Regions from separate parts of the Sus scrofa genome. Here region 2 is linked to region 1. The links are chromatin contacts, called in public Hi-C maps. All regions are on one chromosome and are shown on one strand. The core of a region is the stretch at or near the end of the contact, and the rest is flanking DNA. Distances in the headings are between cores, read along the strand shown.

What was found. A called contact is a pair of places that touch in the nucleus more often than the background predicts.
Region 2: a contact with region 1 is called in a Hi-C map of undifferentiated spermatogonia, with 2.4 times the contacts expected there. The contact joins the promoter of PRKAA1 here to the promoter of TTC33 in region 1. A contact is called at or near these places in 1 of 5 promoter capture datasets (liver), 10 of 47 Hi-C or Micro-C datasets (embryonic fibroblasts, heart right ventricle, liver and 3 more) and 1 of 2 datasets of contacts at active chromatin or transcription factors (alveolar macrophages).

Annotation. Positions count from the first base shown.
Region 1 is chr16:25,738,956-25,745,139 of Sscrofa11.1, reverse strand. It overlaps TTC33 (tetratricopeptide repeat protein 33), which reads left to right and starts at 3,178. Exons shown (of 5, transcript XM_021076656.1): 1 at 3,178-3,333.
Region 2 is chr16:25,781,140-25,787,323 of Sscrofa11.1, reverse strand. PRKAA1 (protein kinase, AMP-activated, alpha 1 catalytic subunit) reads left to right here and starts at 3,843. Exons shown (of 9, transcript NM_001167633.1): 1 at 3,843-3,942. The coding sequence starts at 3,843.

The DNA of each region.
Region 1 (6,184 bases), core at 1,929-4,428:
TTAAATCTTTTCCCCTTAACTCTGTCTGCCTCCCCCACCTGCAGTAGAAATCATATTTTTCTTTGTGAGGTCTCTTACTAAATGGGGGGAAGGGAGAGCCCTTATTATGGCTAACTCTCTGCACCTTTTACACAATGTGCCTAAATATAAAATATACTGCTTGAACAAAATTTAGCACTTAAACATTGTGATTTTTGTCTCATCTGTATTAGTGAGTTTTTGTTTCATCTAAAAATAATATACAGTAAAAGTCAAAGCAATTATCTTTGGCTAACATTGGGTTTGGTTGGAATTCTACTGTTAGAATTTAATCAGTATGAAACCTCATATCCTATATGGCATTGTTGGCAGGGTTTATGTTAGACTGTTGACATTCTGAATCTTTAAAATAGCTTGATAATTGTAACTACAGAAAACAGTACTCAAGTGTGTTATGAACAGCACATAGGTTGTTCTTTTAGGGAACTTAGAAGTTAAATATTTACCCTGATTGAACAAAAGTGTGTAAGAAATTTTGTTGTCTGAAAAATCAACATTTATTGAACTGTTCTAGTTATTGTGAACAAATACTGTTCTATTTATTGTGAATGACAATAAACATTAACTATGACAAATTTAGAAATTTCTAGCAACTTGGAAGATGATCATATTCTCTATACACAGATAGCATGGGAAATTAGATGCATTATGATTATAGACCAAAGTAATTAGGGAAGTGGTGGGTGAAGTGTGAAGGAGGTAGTCTTTACCACAGTAGAATGGATCTAATGAGTTGTTAGATTTAGGAAAGACTCCTAGAAAAGGGTACATACAGCTTCAAGCACCATTTAATTATTTACTCCCGAACTAGATCTTCTCACATGGCTGTTATGAACCAAGTAGTACGAATGTGACCCTATAAGGTATAAATCCAGGTCTGAATGCCTTGTTAGGGAAATATATGTATATATATATATATATGTGTGTGTGTATTTTACATACTTTTACAGAGGTATAACATACACAGAGACGTGCACAAATCGTAAATATTTGGCTTGATGCGTTTTCATTGTTTTAGGTTTTCCATGTAAAACTTTACCTAAATGAAGAAACACTACCACCGCTTTAGTACGGTCTTTTTTATGAATATCAGAAGTGATTTACTATCACTTCTGCCCTATCCTACAGACAACACAGAACAATCCTGGTATGATGTGGGAAGGAATTAAACAACAGTATGAATGCCAGGAGTAGGGATCATAGGCAGCCATCTTGGAGTCTGGCTACCACAATTGAGTATTGATCATTTTGAAAATTTTGGTTCACTTCTGCAGTTCTTACAAATGTTCTTCATCCAGCAATATGAATAAAAATCACATCCTATACCACCAATGATCTCATCTGGGAAGTTGGCAAGACCATTATGGCAAATGGAAGTTTTCCAAAATGATAATTGTTGCTTAAATCCTTGAATTTTGTCTTTGGCAACCTTGTCAATTGTATTTCTTTATGTAATAATCACCCTTTATTTTCAAGTAAAGGCTTGTCAGACCCAAACCTGAATTAACAGCAGGTGTGTCAGTCCTTCTGCATAAAAGTTTTATTCCACAAAAATGGTATCTACTTCAGCTTATGCAGTCTCACATGTGCTTTTTTTTTTTTTTTTTTTTTTTTTTTTTTTTTTTGTCTTTTCTAGGGCTGCACCTGTGGCACATGGAGGTTCCCAGGCTAGGGGTTGAATTGGAGCTGTAGCCCCCAGCCTACGCCAGAGCCACAGCAATGCCAGATCCAAGCCGTGTCTGCAACCTACACCTCAGGTCACTGGCAACGCCAGATCGTTAACCCACTGAGCGAGGCCAGGGATCAAACCTGCAACCTCATGGTTCCTAGTCAGATTCGTTAATCACTGAGCCACGACGGGAACTCCTCACATGTGCTTTTAACTTGAGACATCATACTTCATTATATAGCAAAGTCACATTATCAGTATCTCTGATTTTGTCATACAGAATATTAAAAAGGAAATATGTACTTGGATTTTTTTTTTTTTTTTTTTTGTCTTTTTGACTTTTTGCCTTTTTTAGGGCCGCTCCTGTGGCATATGGAGGTTCCCAGGCTAGGGGTCTAATAGGAGCTGTAGCCACTGGCCTATACCACAGCCACAGCAATGCCAGATCTGAGCTGCCTGTTACCTACACCATGGCTCAAGGCAACGCTGGATCCTTAACCCACTGAGCGAGGCCAGGGATCGAACCCGCAACCTCATGGTTCCTAGTCGGATTCGTAACCACTGAGCCACTATGGAAACTCCTTGGATTATTTTAATAAAATAATTCTTACTGCTTCTCAAGGACATTGAGTGACAGCATTTTTTTTTTCTTTCTTACAGTAAATGCGATGCTTGCAATGACTGCTAGTACAGCTTGGTATCATTGCCTTGATGTGCTGAGGTGCTGGTGGTTTTAGCCATCATTGCTTTTCCACTCTCACTACAAATGTCAACATTGTGAAAAAGGCAAAGGATGCCTTTATGTTAGTATGAGAGTTTTGACTTTGAAAGGATCTGGACGACCCTGGGGGTCTTGGGATAAACTTTGGAGAATTATTGTCTCACATCAGTGATCCTCAATGGGGCAGAGGTGGAGGACCCATCTTTCTGCCAGAGACATTTGCCAACGTGTGGAGGGAAGCATTTTTGGTGTCACAAATGAAGGGGTGATAGTGGATGCTAATGGCAGCTAATGGGTAGAGACGGCGGATGCCCTTAAAACCCTGCAGCGCACGGGAGAGCCCCCCTTTTCCCAACAAATAATTATTCAGTTCGAAATGTTGCAGCATTGAAGTTGAGAAAATCAGGTCTAGAAAAATGATCTTCCTTTGCACAGACATTGAGATCGACCATCTTCATTTTTCAATTTCCTGAACACTTCCCTGAGTTAACGTGTCTCCATTTATTTATTTTCTGTCCTCTGCGACTGACCGACCTCATCAACTTAGTCTGTAAAGCACCCTCCCCAAACTGTTCTCATGCGCCTCGTCTGCTGACTGCATGGGTCGCCCGGTACCGCCAGGGCGGTTCTCTCCGCGCGCACACTCAGCTTGCGCAGCTGGTTTCCTGCACTACTGCGTTGTAGGCCCTCGTTTACCGCTAGAGGGCGCTCCCTGCATACCAGCCGCGGAGGGTCATGGGGTCGGTGCGGCCGCAGTGACTTCTGGGATTTGTGGTACCAGGGAAAAGACTGCGGCTGAGAAAGGCGCAGAGTCTCGGCTTGCCTGCTCCTTTCTCTGGAGAGTTCGGACACCCCAGGTCGGCGTGCCCCCTTTTTTAGAAGTCCCGCCACCAAAGGCAAGCAGGTAGGAGGTCGGGCATAATTTCCGTTTCCGGTGGGCAAAGGGCAAGCAGAATGTAAATACGAGACTGGAGAGCGATCATTAGGTAACACGGACTACCCGGTCCGTGGTGGAAGCCCGAGGAAGAGGAGGAAACGAGGCTGGTGGGTCTTGGGGTGACGGGGGGGAAAGAGCTTCAGAAGTCGGAGTTGAGACCCACCGCGGGTGTGACAGAACCGGGACGCTAAGGTTGGTCTTTAGGGACCAGCAAGTCTGGGTGTCCCGTTCTCCCTTGCGCCCGCGCCGAGGGCGGCTTCCGAGGCGGGTGGCGGGGGTTTGACCTGCCCTGAGCGGTGGGAGGGGCGGGAGGCGAGTTTGCTTTGCACCCTGGGAGGAAGGTTCCCGCGGCTGAGGGCGGGGCTGTGAACTCGCGGGTGACGTCCTGCCCAGCCTTTATGAACTTCGCACATTTTAATTGTTATGCAAAATAAATGGGAAGTCGCTATTACTAGTTTCTGTTTTGCGGTAACATTTTCGGGCAAATCCTTTCAAGAATTCCTCATTCTCTGAACCCAGCTCTTATCCGGAAGGGTGCTGTTTTGACTACTTGATTGTGTTTCTCAGGTTTCTGGCCTTGAGGGCTGCACCCACCGATGCCATGGAGAGAAGCCTTCCCTAGCCTGTGGCAGGGTAAAATGTCAAGGCGTCCACCGTCTTTGAGTGACTATCCCAGGGTTCATTGTATCAACAAAAGAATTTCGATGGCAGCATCGTTATCTAGAATTTTCGTGGCATTCCTTTATTACAATTCCGTGTAGAAGAAATTTGTGGAGCTACCGTCGTGGCTCAGTGGTTAACTAACCAGGCTAGTATCCATGAGGACACGGGTTGGATCCCTGGCCTCGCTCAGTGGGTTAAGGATCTGGCGTTGCGGTGAGCTGTGGGGTAGGTCACAGATTCTGCTCGGATATGGCGCGTTGCTGTGGCTGGAGCTTAGGCCAACAGCTACAGCTCGGATTCGACCCCCAGCCTGAGAACCTCCATATGCCGCGGGTGCGGCCCTCAAAACACCAAATAAATAAGTGAATAAGAAATTTGTGTTGTTTTATGAGTTTAACATAAAGTCCATATGATTATGACTTACCCATATGATTCCTTATCCTGGAGGGAAAATGTAAAGGCTAGGATGTTGGCACCTTGCCCATCCAACTGTATAAATTTAGGAAAGCCTTAAGTTTTAATTTCACGTTCAGATAGCTTTAGACGAACAATAAACTGATACTGTTTAAGATATCCGAATCAACTCCAGCTGTTAAGATTTTCCTAGGTGGAAGGACTTTTTGCATATATGCACTCACCTTTACGGTGGGTGGGCTTTTTTTTTTTTTTTTTTTTTTTTTTTGGTGTCATCTGCGGCATATGGAAGTTCTCAGCCCTTGATGGCATCTTAGCTGTAGCTTCGACCTCTCACAGCTGCTGCAACCCTGTAGCCTTAACTCTGCACCATAGCAGTAACTCTCCAGGGGCTAAATTTTATTCATGAAACTTAAGGGCTTGTAGAAACTTCCAGGGTTTTTTTTTTCTCATATCATAGCTTCCTTTGTTTACTCTCTGGTAGGCAGTTATCCTGTATTGTGTTGACTGTACTCTTCTGGTCTCTAGACAGTTTAGAGACAATATTAAATTGTACCAATGGCTTTGGTAATAGAAGATTGCTGCTTTTTTTTTTTTTTTTTTTTTTTTTTTTTTAGGGCTGAACCCATGGTATATGGAGGTTCCTAGGTTAGGGGTGTAATTGAGCTACAGCTGCCGGCCTATGCCACAACCACAGCAACGCCAGATCCGAGCCATTTCTGCCCACTACATCATAGCTCAAAGCAAAGCCAGATCCTTAACCCACTGAGCAAGGGCAGGGACCGAACCCGAAACCTCATGGTTCCTAGTCGGATTCATTAACCACTGCACCACGACGGGAACTCCGAGTCCTTGATTCTTTACTCCTTTTTTTCCCCCAAATGTTATTTTATTTTTTTAATGAGTTTTATTTTTTTCCATTATGGTTGATTTAAAATGTTCTGTCAATTTCTTTTGTACAGCAGTGACCCAATCACATGCACACACACACATATATATATATACTTTCTTTTTCTCACATTATCTTCCATCATGTTCCATCATAAGTGACTAGATATAGTTTCCTGTGTCCTATACAGCAGTATCTCATTGCTTATCCACTCCAAAGGCAGTAATTTGCATCTATTAACCCCAGACTCCCAATCCATCCCACTCCTTCCCCCTTCCCCTCCCCTTTGGCAACCACAAGTCTTCTCCAAGTCCATGAGTTTCTTTTCTGTGGAAAGGTTCATTTGTGGTGTATATTTGATTCCAGATGTAAGTGATATCATACGGTATTTGTCTTTCTGACTTCACTTAAATATGAGATTCTCTAGTTTCATCCATGTTGCTGCAAATGGCATTATTTTGCTCTTTATATGGCTGAGTAGTATTCCATTGTGTGTGTGCATATATATATGTGTGTGTGTGTGTGCACATATATATATACATCTTCTTAATCCATTCATCTGTCAGTGGACATTTAGGTTGTTTGCATGTCTTGGCTATTGTGAATAGTGCTACAGTGAACTTATGGGTGCACGCATCTTTTTCAAGGAAAGTTTTGTCTCCATATATGCCCAAGAGTGGGATTGCTGGGTCATATGGTAGTTCTTTATTTAGTTTTCTGAGGTACCTCCATACTGTTTTCCAGAGTGGTTGTACCAATTTACATTCTCATGAACAATGCTGGAGGGTTCCCTTTTCTCCACACCCTTTCCAGCATTTCTTATTTGTTGACTTGTTAATGATGGCCATTCTG
Region 2 (6,184 bases), core at 2,594-5,093, 42 kb before region 1:
ATGCCTACTCTCATGAAGCCCTTTTAGGACTATATGTATACATATATTTATTATACATATATTATTTATTATTTATTTTAGCACCTATCACATTGCTTTGCCATGACAAGGTAGTACTGTGTTCTTTTGTTTTTTGAGTCAATACCTAGTTGTTGTTTAATAAATTGAATGTTACAATTTAACTACAACTAAGGAAATACTAGGCTGCATTAATAGCAGCATAGTGCTTAAGGTTTTTAGTTCTGACCACCACCTATACTAAATAGACATTGAGAAAGTATAGTATCTCCCTAACAGTGTAGGGTTTACTAACACTGTGATGGTCTTAAGAAGAAAAGACTAAGAGATTGCACAATTCTGTTAGAATCTCGGAAGGACTGAAAAAGGAAGCTGCTGACAACTAACTAGTGAGTTTTCCCATGAGATGGGAGGTTCTCCACCACGGCGTTAGGTCATCCCGATTTGTCTTTATCAGCGGTAAGCTGTATTGTAACTTATTTGTACTAATAAAAGTTGAAGTACTAAAGTTTGAAAACAATTTACTTTTCCTCCCTCTTAAACTAGAGCAGATCCAAGGTTACTTCTATAAAGTCACTCCTGCCCACTTATATTCCAATATAGTTTGTCAAGATAGGGGACCAGCTGATGGGTCCAGAAACTGGGGGTAAGTCACAGTTTACCTTCACTTCCACCGTGGAAGAATGTTCGGCGTGTGAATATTATCTATTGTGGGGTTGAGGGGAATACACAGAATTGCCCACCTAGACTATGAGCTTCTCCAGGACAGGGAACCATGACTTTTCACTTTGTATCTACCCACAGTCTCTGGGTGGAAGAAAATGTGACAAAAAACTTTTAAAAAGGACTGAAGGAAAGAGAAAAAGCAAAGGAATAAAGAAGGCTTATTATTTGCTTCCTTAGAATTCAGTTTTTAACACAACTTAGGAAAAAATCAATAAAAGCTGCTTAAACAGAGACCCTGAAGCCTAGATAAGATGACCTCTAAGTTCCTAATCAATTCTTTGACCTTTGATTATTGATTTTATTTACCTAGCAATACTTTCAGGTAAACAGTGGCATTTAATGAATATTTATTAAGTAGATTATAATATAAAATAACACCAAGGCAGAAACAAACTGATATTTCTGCTAAAAATGAATTGATAGTTTCATGAAGAGCTAGGTTTGCAAAATTTAGCTTCAGATTGCTCCCTTGTTGAATGCCATGTTGCTTAACTGGCATGGTACAGAGCTGAGGTACCTTGAAATCTTTTCCTTTTAGGGTAAAGGAAATAACAGAAACTTGCTGGGCAATGTTCTAGACATGATGCAAATTTAAAATGGTTTAAGACACCTTTTTTTTTTCTTTCCCACACCTGGCATGCAGCAGTTCCCAGGGCAGGGAATGAACCTGAGCCATAGTAGTGGCCTACGCCAGGGCTACCAGGGAGCTCCATGAGATGCTATTTTGGGGTGGGAGGATTAAAGGTTGTTTGTTTGTTTTTTTTTTCCTTTAGAGGATCCAGAGAACTATTTCTGCTTTGTAGATATCCAAAAGGCTGCAGAAACTCACAAAGCAAGCAGGTAAAGATGAAGAAACAAGAGAACAAAAATTACAACAATAGCCACTGCCTGTCCCCAAACATCTCATGATCAAAAATTTCCTGGTTGCAACTAGAGATTCTCATACTAAGTGAAGTAAGTCAGAAAGAGAAAGATGTATACCATATGATACCACTTATATGTAGGATCTAAAGCAAAGCACAAATGAAGTGCCTGTCAGGGCTCAGTGATTAACGAATCCAACTAGGAACCATGAGGTTGAGGGTTTGATCCCTGGCCTTGCTCAGTGGGTTAAGGACCCGGGGTTGCTGTGAGCTGTGGTATAGGCCACAGACGAGGCTCGGATCTGGAGTTGCTGTGGCTGTGGCTTAGGCCACCGGCTACAGCTCCGATTAGACCCCTAGCCTGGGAACCTCCAAGTGCCTCGGGTGCAGCCCCAGAAAAGACGAAAAGACAAAAAGACAAAAAAAAAAAAAAAAAAAAAAAGGCGCAAATGAACCTATCTACAAAACAGAAACAGACTCACAGACATAGTATAGAACAGACTTGTGGTTGCCAAGGTCTGGGGGTAGGGCGTGGGATGCAGTGGGAGTTTGGTGTTAGCAGATGCCAATTACTACATTTAGAATGGATAAACAATGCTGTATAGCACAGGGTCCTACTCCATATCCAGTTTCCTGGGATGAACCACGATGGGTAGTGGGATAAGGTAGTTATAAACACCAGCTCTGATCATGTGACCAGTTATAGAAACAAAGACTAATTTTCATGTATATTTTTTCCTTATTTTGTTATAAATATGTTTGTTTATGGGTGTGTAGCAAATATCTTAAAAAAAAAGCTTATGTTGGAATAACTAAAGTGTACAGGAAGATTGCAAAAAAGATTTCTTAACTTTTTGGCTCTTCAAAAATATACACAGTCTGTAATACAGTAGGAACTGATTATCCAAAGCTGGTTGTAACTGTTCTCTGATTATCTGATATAATTCTAAGCTCAAAAGCTTTTGCTTCCTCTGCAGTACCTTGCTTGGAACAAAGCTGTCTCTGCTTAACGCATGTTATTTTGATTTTATGAAGTATGTAAAAATCAGAAGAGCTGAGTAACTTTCATTGGGATGGAAAAAGAACATCTTTTCCTTTTTTATATTTTTTCATGAAGAGTCCAACTCTTTGTCCATTGACACTGGCCCAAATGCTATGACCCGGCAGAACTGAGATCACATAAACTGGTTTTTGTTTTGGTTGACACTTGACTTCGCCCATGTTAGAGTAATAATTTACAATTATTTACACTCACTTAAAAACTCTATTACAAATACGCATACTTTCTCTACTTCCCCTGTGATATGCCATGACCCCATTGTATAAACTCTTACTCACTGGAAGTACAATAAATATTTGTTGATTGATTTGGTTGATGCAACTGTAAGCTTTGTTTTCAGTTCAAGGTCTACATTTTACTGATAATCTTAAAATATTAATTGCTATACATCAGAACGTGTTGGGTAACATCCTGCTTCCCAGACACACACACACACATTCACCCTTATCCCCAACTCGCTCCTTCCAATAGAGCTTGTTGCGGGGAGGACACTGCGGGAGAGAATCCAGTAGAAGGAAAGACCCACAATGCTGCTTGAGCTGTCGAGGTGCCCAAACAGCAACTTACTGGCGCAAAGTAAAAAAAAGACCAGCAGGGGTGGGGATGTAGTGGAAGAAGAGGGAACTTCATCAAAGATGCAACTGACAACTCCTAGAGGCTTCTAGATTCCATCCGAACAGGAAAAATTAAAGGTTAGAAAGCAGTGGCAGGGCGGTGTCCCCTGCCATGTTTTAATCCACTAGTAACAAGCCCGGAGCAGACTTCTCCAGTGTTCTTGAAGAGCGGGCCCCCCAAACCAAGAGCGGTAATTAGGCGAGACCACTGCGGGCAGAGACGCCGCCTAAGCAGAAGGAGCAGAAGAGCTGCTGCCCTCCTCAGAAAGCCAGGAAGCCCCCTCCCGCGCGCAGGTGGGATGGAGCCCCAGGCCTCGAGGACGCAGGGCGAGGAAAGGGGTACCGGTGCCCCTCCTAGCGACCCTTGCCTGCCCCGCCAGGGGGAGCGTCTGCGCGCTTCTGTTGGCTGACGGGACCCAGCAAGCGACGTAGGGCGGCGGCTCGGCGGCGCGGCTCCCCTCCCGCGTCCCCACCCCCTCCCCGCCCGCCCCCGGCGCGGCCCTGCCCGCCCCCTCCGCCCCCTCCCGCGGCGCCATGCGCAGACTCAGTTCCTGGAGAAAGATGGCGACAGCCGAGAAGCAGAAACACGACGGGCGGGTGAAAATCGGCCACTACATCCTGGGGGACACGCTGGGGGTCGGGACCTTCGGCAAAGTGAAGGGTGAGGACCCCCAGGGCAAGAGGCGGCCCCGGCCCGGGATCCGAACGACTTCCGCCTTTCGCACCTCTTCATCCTCCCCCGCCCCTTGCGTTCCTCGTCTCCCGGGCTCGGCAGCGCCTGTCCTGACTCGGAGGGAGCGGAGCCCGAGGCCGCCGCGGGACTGCGGCGCGGCGCCCCCAGGCTGGGTGGGGGTGGGGTGGGGACTGGTCGCCGTGGCGACGGTGCCGCGGCTGGAGAAGCTCGTCAGTGCAAGGGGCGGGGATGCGGAGGTGCGAACTTTCCCAGGCCCGGCTATCCCGGGCTGCGCGCTGCGCTCCTGGTGGTGGGTGGGGGTCCTGGGGTCTTGGCCGGGAACCCCGGGGAGGCGGCCTAGCCTTCGTCCCAGCTGTGCTCCCTGGGCTCAGGGCCAGCCCATCGCTTTTCTGGCCATCCTCGGCATTGTCCGTATTTCCGTCCTCTTTAGGAGGCTCTTGGCTTACCTGCCCTGGCTTATTCTCAAGTATGAAATGTGTCCCCCCCCCCCCCCCGCCCAAATAAGGTTGCTTTAAGGGTAGTTTGCAGAATTAAGAAAATCAAAGAGGCCATGTCGTCGGAAAGGATCATTAAATTTTTTCGGAGCAGTAAATAAGTATAAACCAGTCTTATATGTGTTTGCGATCCATGGCTTATGGTCTGAATGCAGACTCCACGCCTTCAGTGTTTCTGAATTAACAGTTTTGCGGTCTCTGGCCAAACCTGGTAGGCAGTGCAGATTTTGCCTCCAGATAACGTTTATAAATTCATTGATGCTGTTCGTCTCCTTCTATTATCACAGGCTATTTCCATTTTAATAAATAGTTTAGCACACATCATTTGAAAACCAATTTTTAAGAAAAGTGGAGTCGCTTACCTTTGTGTCGACAGACTATTTTGGAAATAACAAACTTGCTCTTCAGTCCACCAATTCTGGCACAAAAAGTTTAATTGCAAATTTTGTGAGGCATAAATATTTTTTCTTCAAAATATTTGACTTTGAAATTAGAGATGTAGAGAAGAGGACGGAAGTATGAAACTGATAAAAATAATTCATGCATTGGCTTTGGATAAATAATAGCCTATGACTTACATATACAAGCTCTTGGTAAATATTTGATTTGAAAGAGAAAAAAGTTTGTGAAAGTCTGTACAGTGAATTAACTAACTGAGCCTTGCTCTATCAGAGCTAAATAAACATTTTCTGGTTTTACCTAGGGATGGAAGAGGAGAGAGCCCTTTCTTCTCTTGCCCTTTCTGAGTCATAGAACTGGAAAATTGCTGTAGAGCCCACAGGGAAGCAACTGCCTAAACCTTCTTAAGAAAATCAGCAAGGCCAACAATGTAAGAGAAAGTAAGAAGCAAATGCCAGAATAGGGTACTATTTACAGCCATGAGGGTGGGTCTGTGTTAGGCCAGTAAGATGTTTCTGTGCCCTGGAAGTTATTTATTTTTGGCGATATTGTCTCTTTATTTGTTAGCAATTATAGACTGCTTTCAGTTTGCAGGTATTTGTAAGAAATACTCATTAACACCTTCAAAATAGTAATGGCAGTCTTGATGCTTTCACCCTTACTCAGAGTTCTCCTTGGATCAGGATGCTCATCATTTTCCTAATATAGACCTGAGCAGAGTCGGGTCTGGCAGATAGGAAAACATGGGGGTATTTTTGCATTTTCTGGATTTGATCTATGATGTGGCTGTGACATGAAGCTCTCCAATGACTGCTTTTCCTTAACCTTCGCTCCTCCACATGTACCTCTCTTGAAATACCACAAACTGTCAAAGTCAACAATCTCTCCAAATATGGAAAGTCCAGTATTAGTCAAAGGATTGTGGGTTTCATAGAAATGGTTACATTTGTTCATAAATACATTAATTGATGGTGGTCAAAATCCTCAACCAGTGCATTTTTAAAATTGTTAAACAGATGGGATGCTTTTTGTCCCAAATAATAGAAAATCCAACTCATCCTAGCCAAGAACATTTCTTTCTGTAATTATCTGTCCAGAGTAAGGAAGCCCAGCGTAGCCCTCATGAGTCTCATTGGTCATTCAGTCCCTGTGGCCAGGGACACATGTGTTAACTGACTTAGGCTTGTGTTCCTATAAGTACGTACTGACAAGGGAGTTGGCATTAACCTTGGAGGAATGTGGGCTACTCTTGGATGTGTGTATGGGGGCATCTTCTTCTGAAGTACTTGAATAATATGAGGGGACAGGGTGGAATA